Regions from separate parts of the Mus musculus genome. Here regions 2 and 3 are each linked to region 1. The links are chromatin contacts, called in public promoter capture Hi-C maps. All regions are on one chromosome and are shown on one strand. The core of a region is the stretch at or near the end of the contact, and the rest is flanking DNA. Distances in the headings are between cores, read along the strand shown. Region 1 holds the start of Syndig1l (synapse differentiation inducing 1 like). Region 2 holds the start of Zc2hc1c (zinc finger, C2HC-type containing 1C). Region 3 holds the start of Mlh3 (mutL homolog 3).

What was found. Promoter capture Hi-C pulls out the DNA fragments that hold promoters and counts their contacts.
Region 2: a promoter capture Hi-C map of pre-B cells shows a contact between it and region 1, with 2.9 times the contacts expected there. The contact joins the promoter of Zc2hc1c here to the promoter of Syndig1l in region 1. A contact is called at or near these places in 2 of 39 promoter capture datasets (pre-B cells and stem cell-derived epiblast-like cells).
Region 3: a contact with region 1 is called in a promoter capture Hi-C map of pre-B cells, with 3 times the contacts expected there. The contact joins the promoter of Mlh3 here to the promoter of Syndig1l in region 1.

Annotation. Positions count from the first base shown.
Region 1 is chr12:84,696,425-84,700,757 of GRCm38.p6, reverse strand. It overlaps Syndig1l (synapse differentiation inducing 1 like), which reads left to right and starts at 1,951. Exons shown (of 4, transcript NM_001033334.2): 1 at 1,951-2,232.
Region 2 is chr12:85,286,763-85,291,095 of GRCm38.p6, reverse strand. Zc2hc1c (zinc finger, C2HC-type containing 1C) reads right to left here and starts at 2,505. Exons shown (of 3, transcript NM_172414.4): 1 at 2,311-2,505; 2 at 215-1,544. The coding sequence starts at 1,525. It also overlaps a transcript of Acyp1 not described here.
Region 3 is chr12:85,268,755-85,273,087 of GRCm38.p6, reverse strand. It overlaps Mlh3 (mutL homolog 3), which reads left to right and starts at 2,489. Exons shown (of 12, transcript NM_175337.2): 1 at 2,489-2,549; 2 at 3,614-4,333. The coding sequence starts at 3,678. It overlaps Acyp1 (acylphosphatase 1, erythrocyte (common) type), which reads left to right. Exons shown (of 3, transcript NM_025421.3): 3 at 261-690. The coding sequence ends at 476.

The sequences.
Region 1 (4,333 bases), core at 702-3,201:
AAGGCCCAGGAAGATTAGGCAACTGCCAGAAGTTGCACAGTCAGTGACAAAGGAAGACCAGCACCTAAGGTTCCCTGGCACCCAGGCCATGGCTCGGTGACACACCACCAACTATAGGTCTCTCTTGGAGCCTTCCCTCCAGACAGCAGCACTTAATTATCAACATTAGTATTTGAAATTCCTATTCAGCTTTTGCTTCACTGGCTTATTATTATTATTTTATTAATATTATTATGATTATCCTTTTAATTAGTAATTTAGTAAGCAGCCCAGGCATTGACAAAAACCAGGGTGGGGAAGGGGCAAGCAGGGGGAGGCCAAAGACAAGCAAGGGCCTTATGTGCCTATGGCAGGGAGACTAAAAGTGAGCTAAGTAACACAAGAGATGATGCTTTTAGGAAGGGGTTTACTTACATGCATGTGGGGCAGGAGCCTTCCTAGTATAACTCTAGTGGACAGAGCCAGGAAAAGACCCGTGACCAACCCTAGGCCAAGGAAGCTCTCTGCCGGGTTTGAAGGAGAAACCCAAAGAGACCAGACCGTGGCCCTTCCTCTGCAGGCTGGGAGCTAAAGGGAACTGCTTTAGATGTTCTGCGCCCACAAGAGCTCCCTCCCATTCAGTGTAGGTTGGCATCCCGACATGGGAGAAGGGAGGGGTCACTGCAGAGTTTTGTTCCCAGGATTCTACAGCTGCCTCAGCTTCAGCGTGCTCTGGAGTTCCCTTTGCCCATCGCTATTTACCTTCCTTTAATGAGAATATGCCTTTTTTCCTGTCCTCTGGGTACCATGATGAATCTCAAGACCTTGTCATGGGTAGAGGGGAAGGCATGAACAATGCTGGTATCCATCCATTCACAACACTCGCGGTAGGGCTAATCTCTCACCATGCTTAAAAAGACAAAAAACAAAACAAAACAAAACAAATGACAAAAATTTAAATTAAATTAAGTTAAATTAAATTAAATTAAATTAAAGGGCTAGCAAGATGGCTCAGCAGGTAAGAGCACTGACTGTTCTTCTGAAGATCCTGAGTTCAAATCCCAGCAATAACATGGTGGCTCATAACCACCCATAATGAATAAATCTAAAAAAATAAAAATCTATGGGAGCTCAAGAAGAAGAAAAAAAAGAGCCGCATAGTTGGGAACACAGAGCCGCCAGAACCCTACAGTCAGATTAGATTTCAGGCCTCCTCATGGGAGAATGACAGAGATGGCTCACCCACTGAGCCTATTGGATGCCAATGTGTCACATATATGTCCTTATATGACCCCCTCATTGATGGATTCCGTCTGGAGAATTTGACAGGTTTTGTAACTTCCTCTGGGTCACACAGTGTTTGGAACAAACTATCACCAAAACTCATGGGCTATAGAACCTATATACTTCCCAACAGAACTGAAGTCTCCAAATCCCGATATTTAAGCTGTGTTGACCTCAGCACAACTCATCCATGTTTGGGAGACAGAGGGTACCTAGTAGATTGTTAAGATAATTAAATGAGATCACTCTGGCTAAATAAATAAATAACCTGGCGTGGTTTATTTAGTAGGCATTCAATAAATATTTTTGTTTGTTTGTTTCTCTTTGTAGGGCTGATCAATAATTTGAACTCAGAGCTTGGGAGCCTCAGAGCTCAAAAATACTCTAAGAAGCTCAAGGGTCGCGCGCGCATCGCTTCTGGGGTGCGCGAGAGGAGGCAGGGGAGAAAAGCTGGAGAAGAGGGTTTGGCTCCAGGAAGCAGAAAAGCCGGTTCCAGCTGCGCGCCCCTCGCGCCGCCGCCGCCTCCTCCGGGCTCCCCGACTTCCCGCCCCGCCCCGCCCCGCCCCTCCCCTCCCGGGAGCTGGGTCCGGAGTGCCTGGTGGGCTGGTTCTGGAGCGTGGAAGGGAGCACGGAGGCGAGAGGCAGGCGGTGGCGGCGGGAGGCGGGGACCCTCCTCGCCGCTCCCCCAAGTCGGCGCGGAGCCGCCTCGGGCCGGGCTGAGAGCTGAGCGCGGCGGAGCCGGGATGCGGGGCTCCCGGGACCGTGTAGGGCGCGCGGGGCGGCGGCGGGCGAGCGGGAGCTGTCCACGGTTCTGAAGCAGCGGCGGCGACAGCGGCAGGGACGCGGGCCGGGAGCAGGGAGCTCTCCTGGAAGCTTCACCGCGGCCGCGAGGCGGGGACGCCGTTGCTCGCCGGCCCATGCCCGGTCCCCGAGCCCCGCGAGGAGGCGGGACGGTCCGCAGAGCGACAGGTAAGGAGCCGTCTGGGGGCGCAGCGGGAGCGCAGAGCTAGGCACCGAGAGAGCTGGGGAATGCTGGGGGAGCCTAGCAGTGCTGAAGCTCCAACCCCTACAGGTCCTCGCACTCCTTCAGAGCTCTGGCCAGGTCCAGCCCCACTCTTCACCTCCTTGTTGGGTGACTCTAGGAGAGACTTGAGGCATCCAGACTGTGATAGGTACCTGGGCACCTTGACCCTGTACCTCCAGGTCTTGGCCCTGACCTGAGACAGCTCTGAGACACCTTGCCTACTGATTACAGGAACATTGATGTGAGTCTCCCAGACTCCCTAGTATCAGTCTCCACTAAGATTCCATGACATTGGTCAAATCTGAGTGGATTTCACTCAGCTATTCCTTCCCATCCAAGCCTGGTCACTAGAGTGACTGGAGAAGCTGTGATCTCTTTGCTCTTGGGTTTCTTTGCCCTGGAATAGCCCTTGGGACAGGGAAATGGGGGCAGGGGTTGTCTATCTCCTCAGGACTGGTTAATACATTTCTTTGGGGGAAAGGAAAAGGTGACAGGTTCCTCAGCTTTTTCCGTGACTCTCTTCCTCTTGAAAAGGGGCTGGGCTTGCATCACACTGCTTGGTTTGGGAAGACAACGTAGTGGACCCGGATCTGGTTTTCTATTATATGCCTGAGTGCTGATGACCCCGACAGAGCTTCCATTTGGTTCTCTCTCTCTCTCTCTCTCTCTCTCTCTCTCTCTCTCTCTCTCTCTCTCTCTCTCTGGCAAGAGTATGTAGCATGAGCTCATTCAGGCCTGCAAAGTGCTTCCAGTTCTTCAGCCCAGAGTTCTGTGAGTGGCAGAACAGACCCATGGAAATAAAACTGCGTAGAGGTAGACTAGTTCACTGCTGTGGTTGACCACGGTCTTCAGACTGGCTCCTCGGCACCCTCCCACCCAGCTCAATTCCGCACCCTTGGAGGTCAAAAGGCTCTGGTTGGCAGCTTCTAATTCCTGGCATTAGTTGTCCAAGCTTATTAAGCCCAGTCTCCTCATCTCTAAGATGAGGATAAGAGCCTTGGGCATCTGTCCACCTCAGGAAACTGTCCTGAGATGCCAGGAGAGACATCTCCCCGCAGTGAGCTCCTCTCACTGCCCCAGTCCCCTAGTCGGGCCTGCTAACAGTGATCAGCTTACTGCCGCCCTTAACCCCTATTCTGCAGTCCAGCCTTGGCTCCTTCTGCCTGCAGCCTCTAAGGAGTCCCAGAAACAGTGAAGTCCAACTCATAAATCTCCAGGAAATAAGAGGATTTCCTGCCCCCTTCCTCCATCAACACCTATAGGAGATAATATAGGGCGAGAGTCTGACTCATAGTTTTTGTTTTTATGTTTCTCCAAGAATCGCAGATCTAGGGAAAATAGCTCTTTGGAGCAGGGATTGTGCTTCCTCTGTGCTTCCCTCCCCCCCCCCTCCCCCCACAGCACCTGGAACCTAGGAAGGACTCGGTAATTGGCTGGAAAACGCAGGGATGAACTGTGACAATGTATCAGTCAACGTGTTTGACTGGAAATCAGGGGCCCTCGGTTTGGTTACAGATCTGTCTGACTGTCTTGGGCAGGTGCCTTCCCTTCTGTTTTCTCATCCGTAACTGGAGAGGCTAGAAACAGATGAGCCCTAAGACTCCCAGGGCCTCGTGTTCTCTAGAGCTCTCCGAGGCTGGCCCAAACCACAAACTTCTAAGTTTGTTCTTCTCCTTGGATACAGGATGCCACTTCCATTAACCTGACCTGACAAGTAAGTTAATGCCTTTTTGGGATGAAGTGGACTTTACGAATGGAGTGGAAGAAAAACCAGAAGAAGCAGGAAAGGCCACTTAAAACACTTGGCAGTCCTGTTTTCCTTATTTCTCAAGGAAAACTACAGTGTATATGGAGTGACCAAGGTGGTAGTACCTTAGCCTCCAAGCCAAGAGGCCGAGAACTACCCCACCAAAGAATAGTGGGCCAGGGGCTTGACCCTCTCTTCCCAGAATCCCTGCCTGGCTTAAATCTCCTTCCTAGGAAGACTAGAAGATGGTTAGGAAAGATCCATCCCCGTGGAGAGACTTCTATTTTTTTAAAATAAAT
Region 2 (4,333 bases), core at 1,256-3,755, 590 kb before region 1:
TGTAATGACATTCCCACGGACACAATAAGATTCTTACCCTCACAGAACTGTGAGGCTCCTACACAAAGCTCTGACTAGAGAGACTAGGCAAACAGAAATCCTGATTCTCCCCTCCGTCCTACACTACCCCAGTTCCCACAAGCAAACCAGTGAGGGCGTAGCAGGCCATTCCACGCACCCCTGCACAGAGTCAAATCTAGGAGGCTTTTATTACCTTGGCTGTGGCTGGTCCCCTCCAGTTCAAGTACTGCTCTAGTTCTGTGCCCTTCGCCCGGGCCCTGGAAGAGTCAAACACTTTTCTTTTGGACCCTTGCATCTTGCCACAGACGGTGGAGTGTCTCTGCAGCCTGAGGGAAAGAAACGATCGTCCACAGTGGCTGCACTTGGCCAGCTCTGGCTCTTCTGTGGAGGAGCTGGACCCAGAGGAGCCTGGTGTCCCGGACCGACTTGACTCCTGCAGTGTACTGCCCAGCTCCTCTGCCGGTTGAAAGAACGCGTCTGCTGAGGGTCCTGCGTCTTGATCTCGGATTTTACTGTTACTGGCCATCAGTCTTTCCCTTTTGAGCTTTTGGAGTTCATAATCAGAGAGCTGGCGTGGACTAGGGTTTTCCTGAGCCTGATCACAAGTTTGATCCTCTCCCCTGTTTCTACTGAATACCTCAGACCTGAACTCTGGGGACAAGCAGGGTTTGTGTGGGGTGTCATGGTCACCATCTCGAACCCTCCTTCTAGGTAGTACCATCCTTTGTAGCTCTCTGTCTTCCTGGAAAATGGCCTGTTTCTTTTCCTTCTGCATCCTTCGAAGACCCTCCTCTGTCTTCTTCAGCTTTTCTTGTAGGAGAATCTCCTTTCTGCGGATCTCCTTCTGTAAACTCTCCCCTGCAGCTTCGAGCCTTTGGATCTGGGTCCACTCGGTCCTATGGAGCTCCGCCACGACCTTCTCTGCCTGCACAGAGGCAAGAAGAGATGAATTCACCCAGCTCCTTAAACCAAAGCTGTTGTCTGAAAACTCACTTGAGTCAGGGAGTCTTGGGTAGCCATTCTGGTCCCCGTCTGCGCCCGCATCACTTGTACTATGTGACTTCCGGTGGACCATGGGTTTCAGTGGGTAAGCCCGATCCACTCCCACTCGTTTCCTCCTAAAGGGAATGAAGTCCTGGTCATTTGCTTTGGGATACCGGGGTGTCGGACTAGACAAGTAAAACAGACCCTTTCCTTGGCCCTGGGCATTGTTCCCTGAGCCTTGCTGCCTGATTCCTGCACTGTGGGGACAGGAGTGCCTCCGGGCTTTTGTGCAGACGTTCCTTTTGGGGCGGGTGGAGACCTCGTCCTCCTGCTCCATTTCTGTGTTGCTCCAAAGCTTCGACTGGAAACTATTCCTCAAATGTCCCATCGAGGGCCGCTGGGAAGAGTCACTTTGTTCGTAAGGGTCGTGCTTAGCTGAGTGGAGTCCAGGAGCTTCTGTTTTATTATGTGGGAACATAACGCCCACAGGCAGATGTGGAGCCAACTGGAGACCAGCCATTCAGTGCCTGGACCGAAGCCTAGGGGAGATTTAAAGCAGATACATGTGAAGAATTTGTCTGAGGTTCACTCCCGGCTGCTAGAGTAAACTGTTTGTCCATTTGCCCTACCCACATTCCCTTTAAACGTTTCTCGGGACTGTGGTGTTGGCTCTGCCAGGACATTCTTTCAATAAGCATTTAGGGAGTGATGGTTATGTGCCAGGCCAGACATTGCTAAGCCCCGAGGACCAAAGAATGGACGTGACACAGGTGTTCTGCCACTGACTTTCCTCCAGGCCTGTAGATGACCTGCTCTACACCATTTATGGAATGGGTGGGAAAAGCTTTAGATAGAAGGTCGTCCGTGACACAAAACAGGCAACCTGCTCTTACCAGCCCCGGGTTCTTGTAAATTGCAGAGGCCGCTCTGAGTCCAGTCCCACGGTTTTACGGGGTGAGAACAGTGGCCTGGCGACAGGGCCTGGCCCAAAGCACTCCCTGGACTTTCCCCTTGCTACAAACTACAAAGAGCACGAGCCACCCGGGCCTGAAGCAGGTGCCCGGCTGTCAAGCCCTCATGCAAAGATGCTCTATGGCTCAAACCGCACCAGGCTTGTAAAGAGAGTGTGTTGGGAGAGGGGGTGACAGACACCTGAGCGCCCCAGCCCGCTTTGGATCCGGAACTCCAGAGTCATGTTCTGTCCCAGAGGGTCAAACGGGAGTCCTTACTGGGACCCGGCCTCTAGGGATAAACTCTCACTCTCCAACCCCTCGGGAGGTCTCAGTATCTCCCCTTTCGGCGTACCTGAGGCGCTCGGGGGCCGCTCCAGCTCAGGGAAAATCCCCAAGACCTAGTTTTCCACACCTGACTAAACCCAACCGCCGTCCACGCAGGCGCTCTCTGTCCACCTCTGTTATCCCGTTGCCTGGAGACCAGAGCACCGCCTCTGGTTGAGAACTTTTAGCTCCAGATGTGCGCAGGCGCAGTCCACAAGCAATCCGAAAGCCGCCGGGGCAGATTGGGTTGGAGGGACGGAGGGAGGTGGTGGAGGGAGTGCGGGGAGGTGGGGAGGGAGGTGGGGAGGGAGGTGGGGAGGGGAGGAGGGAAGGGAGGTGGAGTACGGGTGCAGTCGGGTCACTTGTCGAGGTGCAGCCAACTCCGCAGCTCAGATCAGCGTTTCCCTTGGGGAGGGGTTGGAGAGGTTTTTCTGGGGCTACATCAAAGAAGAACTTGGATTTCTCCGAGAATGAAGCTCCCAGACCTTAGGGTGTGCCCTTGTCTGGAGAAGGGTGGAGCCCCTAGATGGGCTGCGGAATCATCCCGCCCCAGGATTCGGGAGTCTGTCCAGCTAGCGGGAGTGGGACTGCTGATCACCCTTCTGAGTGCGCTCGGCTACTGCGCTCAGGCCCCAGGTAGGGCTATGTAAGAGCTCCAGGCTACATGCTCCGGGCTGTCTTCCCTCGCAATGCTTTGGCGCTTGCTATTATATTAGCTTTACTATTATTTCACTACGTGTTATAGTCCCAGGGTAGTTTCTATGGCCAATCTAATCATTTTGCTATTATAACGTTTCACTCTCACGTGACCGTTACTACTTAGGGCCCAGGAATGACTCAGCCAAAAGTAACAATAATAAAGTTAACAACCAGATCAACAGTAATGAACATAACTTGATTTCAACATTAAATGGTCCTCTGTAACTTTTTGACAACAGAAGAGAGTTTATTTGTCTTCTTCGTGCTTCAGTTCATTTGGATAAGCTGTTTTGGAACAGATAGCTCCGTTTTTCTTGTAACTACACAGAAGATTCGAGCACGTGGGAAATAAAGTAGACAGCAGTCTCGTTAATACAACAGATCAGATGTCAGCTTTTATGCGCTACAAAAAAAAATTCCTTGGTGGACTCTCTAGGGCAGATTGTCAGTCATTCTTTTCATTCCCAGTTGGCTCTTCGGCCTTCTCCACATTGCAGAGGTTTCCCACGGACTAGGACCCTGCCTCAGTCAGCTTCTATGGGTTTTCCCATACATCTTTTCTAACTCGTTTCCATACTCTCCCCCTGAATCTCTAGTGTTCAAGTATACATAACTTCCTTGTGCAAGAAAAGTTCCCCTTCCCATCCCTGGGTCTGTCTCTCTCTGTGTTAGGATCCCACTGGAGTCTCTTCTGTTTTGTTTTGTTTGCTGTTTGTTTTGAGACAGGCTCCCTATTTAGTCTATGGTTAGCACTAGTTAGTCCTCCTGCCTACTTAATCCTCTTGTCTCAGATTCTCCCAGGCTGGGTATAGGCATATAGGCCTTTCCTCCCTCCCCCCCCCCCCCGCCCCCACGCACACGCACACAAGAAAGAGAGAGGAAGAGAGAGAGAGAGAGAGAGGAAGAGAGAAACTCCGAGGTCTATGTGAATATATGCCTTGTGTGTGCAGTGCCTGGGAAGGCCAGAAGATGGCAATGGAACCCCTAGACCTGAAGTCATGACAATTGAGAGCTACCTAACAGGACACCTCAAGTTCTTTTTCTTTCTCTCCTTCTCCGTCTCCTCTCCCTCCTCCCCCTCTCCCTCCCCCTCCTTTATTTTGCTTTGGTTGGCTTCTTTGTTTGTGTTTGTTTTGTGGTTGGTCTGGAGCTCTCTACATACTCCAGGCTAGCCTTGAACTCAAAGAAATTCTCTTGCCTCTGCCTTCAAAGAGCTGGAGTTAGAGATGTGCAGCATGTCCAACACACCTCAGCTGATTGCAAACTCTACACACTTACACAGCTTTTCCTTATCTTTCCTCTTTGTTCTGGCCCCTGTGGTCTGGCTCTCTCTCTCTCTCTCTCTCTCTCTC
Region 3 (4,333 bases), core at 1,240-3,739, 570 kb before region 1:
GACCATAATTACTAAGCAATGAAAAATGCTAAAGAAGTCAAATGCTGAGTTTTGTAGAATTTTTAAAAAGGGGGGGGGGTGTAGAATCAAGTGGCTAAAAATCAGCCATGAGATCCCCTTTGGTGTCTGTTTTGATTTTTCTGGACAGTGTCAAATTAGTTCCGGTGGTTTGATTCCAGGCCAGGATGCTGGCCCGATTCTGTCTCCCTTTGTTCCGTGCAGTCTCACCGCACCTCTCTTTCTCTCTTTTCTTCCCTTAGGCTGAGGGTAAAAAGCTAGGTTTGGTGGGCTGGGTTCAGAACACCGACCGGGGCACCGTGCAAGGGCAACTGCAGGGCCCCGTCTCCAAGGTGCGCTTCATGCAGCAGTGGCTGGAGACCAGAGGAAGTCCCAAGTCGCACATTGACAGAGCAAACTTCAACAATGAGAAAGTCATCGCAAACTTGGATTATTCAGACTTCCAAATTGTAAAATAATGAAACGAATCTTAATATTTTTTCAAAATAATCTCACTCCTTTTTTTAAATCGCTAGATTAAAAAAAAAATAGAACTATTCTGTGCTCAGTATTAGAATTTGTTAGTAAGTTATTTTGGTTGCATGTTGGAAAAGTTACCACGTATTACAAGTATGATGAAATACAAATGTGTATAATTCTAACCAATAAAAACACATTAGAACCTTATGCTTACATTGCTTCCCCCCCTCCCTTTTAATCCTTAGTGAACTTTGGGCAACATGATTAATTCGTTATTGTGAGAGGAAAATTTTGGGGTAGTTTAACGAGGTCTGAAAGAGAAGTAACTTTGCCATTTCTTTACATTGTTTACACGGGAGACTTCATGTGTAGCAAGAGCAAATGCCACCAGGTTGGGCTGTTCCGTGTTCACATGACGCACTGCACTAATTACTTTTGGTTTTCAATCCTTTGGAACATCTACAGTCACTCCTTTTCCAAAGGTGAGAAATTCAGATAAAGTAGTTATGGCCTGGATTGCGCCTCCCCTCATTTGTATACCTAAACTACTCTAACCCAAGGACCAATCCCATTGGACTGCTGACTCATAAGAGTGTATGCACCACAGACCACGTGAAGACAGACAGCCACACCCAAGAAGGAATCCTGGCCTAAACTCCAGCTTGTCCTAGAACTGGAAAGAAAAGAAAACAAACAAAAACCCCGGCTACTTAAGCCACCCAGCCTGTGGCCTTTTGTCATGAAGCCCTGGCAAACTGAACAATAATCAGAAGTTTGCTTCATTGGCTCCACAAGTCTGATTTGGTTTGGTTAGTAATTAAATATATACTCATTTAAAACTTTGTCCTAAGTTCCTTTAAAGGGAGGAGGGATGTCCTCCCTGTGGAGATGGCTCAGCAGTTAAGAGCACTGGCAACTTTTCCAGAAGTCCTGAGTTCAACTCCCAACACCCACATGGTGGTTCACACAGTCTATGGCTCTAAGACCAAGGGATCCGATGCCCTCTTCTGGTGTGCAGAAGTACAAGCAGACAAAACCCCATACACATGAAATACATAAATCTTTTTTAAAAAGTTTCTGGGAGGAGGTTTGGATGAAACAGAAGACAAAAACTGAGGATTGCCTAATAATTCTCAAAATATTCTCACTGTGCTCTTGCAGGAAAAAGCCGTGGTGGTATGGGGGTGGGGAGAGAGAGAGAGGGAGGAAGAGAGGAAGGAAGGGAAGGAGGGACCCTGATGTCCTGATTTGCAAATCAAGAGAGTTGGGCTGGGCAGACGTGGAGGTGGGGTGGGGAGTGGGAGCACACCTTTAATCCCAGCGTTTGGGAGGCAGAGGCAGAAGGATTTCCGTGAGTTTATAGGCCAGCCTGGTCTATAAAGCGAGTTCCGGGGCTGTTACACAGAGAAATCATGTTTTGAAAGAAAAACAAAAACAAAATATGAGAGAAAGAGAGAGAGGCTTCTCAGCCCTTTCCAGCTTCGTAAAGCTTTAATTTTCAAGAATGCTCTTGCCAGGCAGTGGTGGCGCACGCCTTTAATCCCTGGATTTGGGAGGCAGAGGCAGGCAGATTTCTGAGTTCAAGGCCAACCTAGTCTACAGAGTGAGTTCCAGGACAGCCAAGGCTATACAGAGAAACCCTATCTCGAAAAACAAACAAACAAAAAAAGGAATGCTCTGCATTCATTCCCTGAATATCTACTTGCCACCAGGACACAGCAGTAAACAAAAAACCAAACTACTTTCACATAGTTTACAATCTAGCGAACAAAGACTAAGGAAACAAGAAAGATATATGTGGAACTACATATTAGAACATGCAAAGGAGACGAGAAGGGGAGCAAAGTAAAATTTAGTAGAAACAGCCTTTCACCCCATTCCGAAAGAGAATAAGACAAAAGAACTAATTGGAACCCGCCAGGTGAAGGGACGCGCAGCTTGGCCACCTTAGCGCCTGCGCACTGAGACGTCGTGCAGACGCCGTCTGGCGGTGTCTCGGAAGCGCATGCTCGGGAGCGCGCGCTCGGCGTTGGAGGTGGTTGGTCGGTGAGAGTTGATGGAGGAGATTCGAGGTGAAGGGGGAAAGCACGTGATGAAATGTGGTCCAGAGAGCTTGTCTAACTGGACAGGAGCAATGGTGACTGCCGCGGGCCTGTCTGGCGGGGCCCCGGCTCCCCCGGAGGTGCGGGGTGGGTGGATTGCGCAGGCGCGGCCCGGCCTGCACGGGATGCCCGACTTTCCAGACCCTAGAACTGCTCATTACACATTCACCCCGTTTGCCAACGGTGGCTAAATGCTGTCGTAGCCCCGGTTTTTCCAGGCTTTAAAAACAAAACAAAAGAGCCTGTCACCTGCCTCACTGTTGTCACTTAAGAATGAGACCTTTAACTACCTAGAGTCTTAGGGTTTGTATAAGAAAACCTGGAATCAGGGTCCGACCACCCCATACACTCACTTTTTATTGCCAAGCTATGTTCTGGGGATATAAAAGACCGAGAGTATCAATATAAAAGAATATCAGTAATAAGGGCCTTTCTGCAAGCTATCAAGCTACACAGGAGCAGGACTTAAATATCAAAGGAGTTTTACCTCCCCCACCCCCACCTCTTCCTGAGAAAGTAATGGCTTACTGTGTCTCCTTGATAGATTTGACTTTGACTTAGTCCCATTGTTTTTTTTACCTTCTTACTTACAGTGTCTTAGAACATCAAAGGATTTTCTAAAAGCCGTGGTTATTGTGTAAAGTATAAATGTTATGAAACTAGCTTGGACTTTTTTCATGAATAATTTCTAGCTAATGTTTCTTAGCTGCGTTTAATTTAGGCATCTGTTTTTAGTGAAGTGCTTAGAAATTTGAATAGTGTCTTTACGGATCAGCATCTAGCGTAATTATAATTTCACTCTAGGGCATTCATTTTAGGAACAGCGAAAATTAATGAAATTATGAATGCTTTGGAATTGAAGCTTGTTATACCAGTGCATGAGTTTTGTGTGCTGTCTAGAAACTAGAAGTATACTTCCCTTTCGCGTTTTGGTTTAATACTCTAACTGTAGTTCTTTGTAATAGTCGAGAGAAATGGGTGATGTGATATAACTGAGGTTTGCTAGAGTATGTGTTGTGTTTTGTTTCCTGTAGGTGATTATTTTCCAGTCAGAGAAGGAAGCCAGTGTCTGCCACTCCCTCCACATGTGTCCCTGCCATGATCAGGTGTCTATCAGATGACGTAAAAACCAAGTTGCGTTCCGGTTTAGCCATAAGCTCCTTGGGCCAGTGTGTTGAAGAACTTACCCTTAACAGTATTGATGCTGAAGCAACATGTGTGGCCATCAGAGTGAATATGGAAACCTTCCAAGTTCAAGTGATAGACAATGGACTTGGGATGGCGGGGGACGATGTAGAGAAGGTGGGAAACCGGTATTTTACTAGTAAATGCCACTCAGTGCGGGACTTGGAGAACCCAGCATTTTATGGCTTCCGAGGAGAGGCCTTGGCAAGTATAGCCGACATGGCTGGTGCTGTGGAGATTTCATCCAAGAAAAACACAACACTGAAAACCTTTGTGAAAATGTTTCAGAATGGAAAAGCCCTTGCCACCCATGAGGCTGATTTGACCAGACCAAGTGTGGGGACTACAGTAACGGTCTATAACCTGTTTTACCAGTTTCCTGTGCGGAGGAAAAGCATGGATCCTAGACTAGAGTTTGAGAAAGTTCGGCAGAGGGTAGAAGCTCTCTCACTTATGCACCCCTCCATTTCTTTCTCTTTGAGGAACGATGTATCTGGATCCATGGTTCTTCAGCTCCCTAAAACCAAAGACATATGCTCTCGATTCTGTCAAATTTACGGATTGGGCAA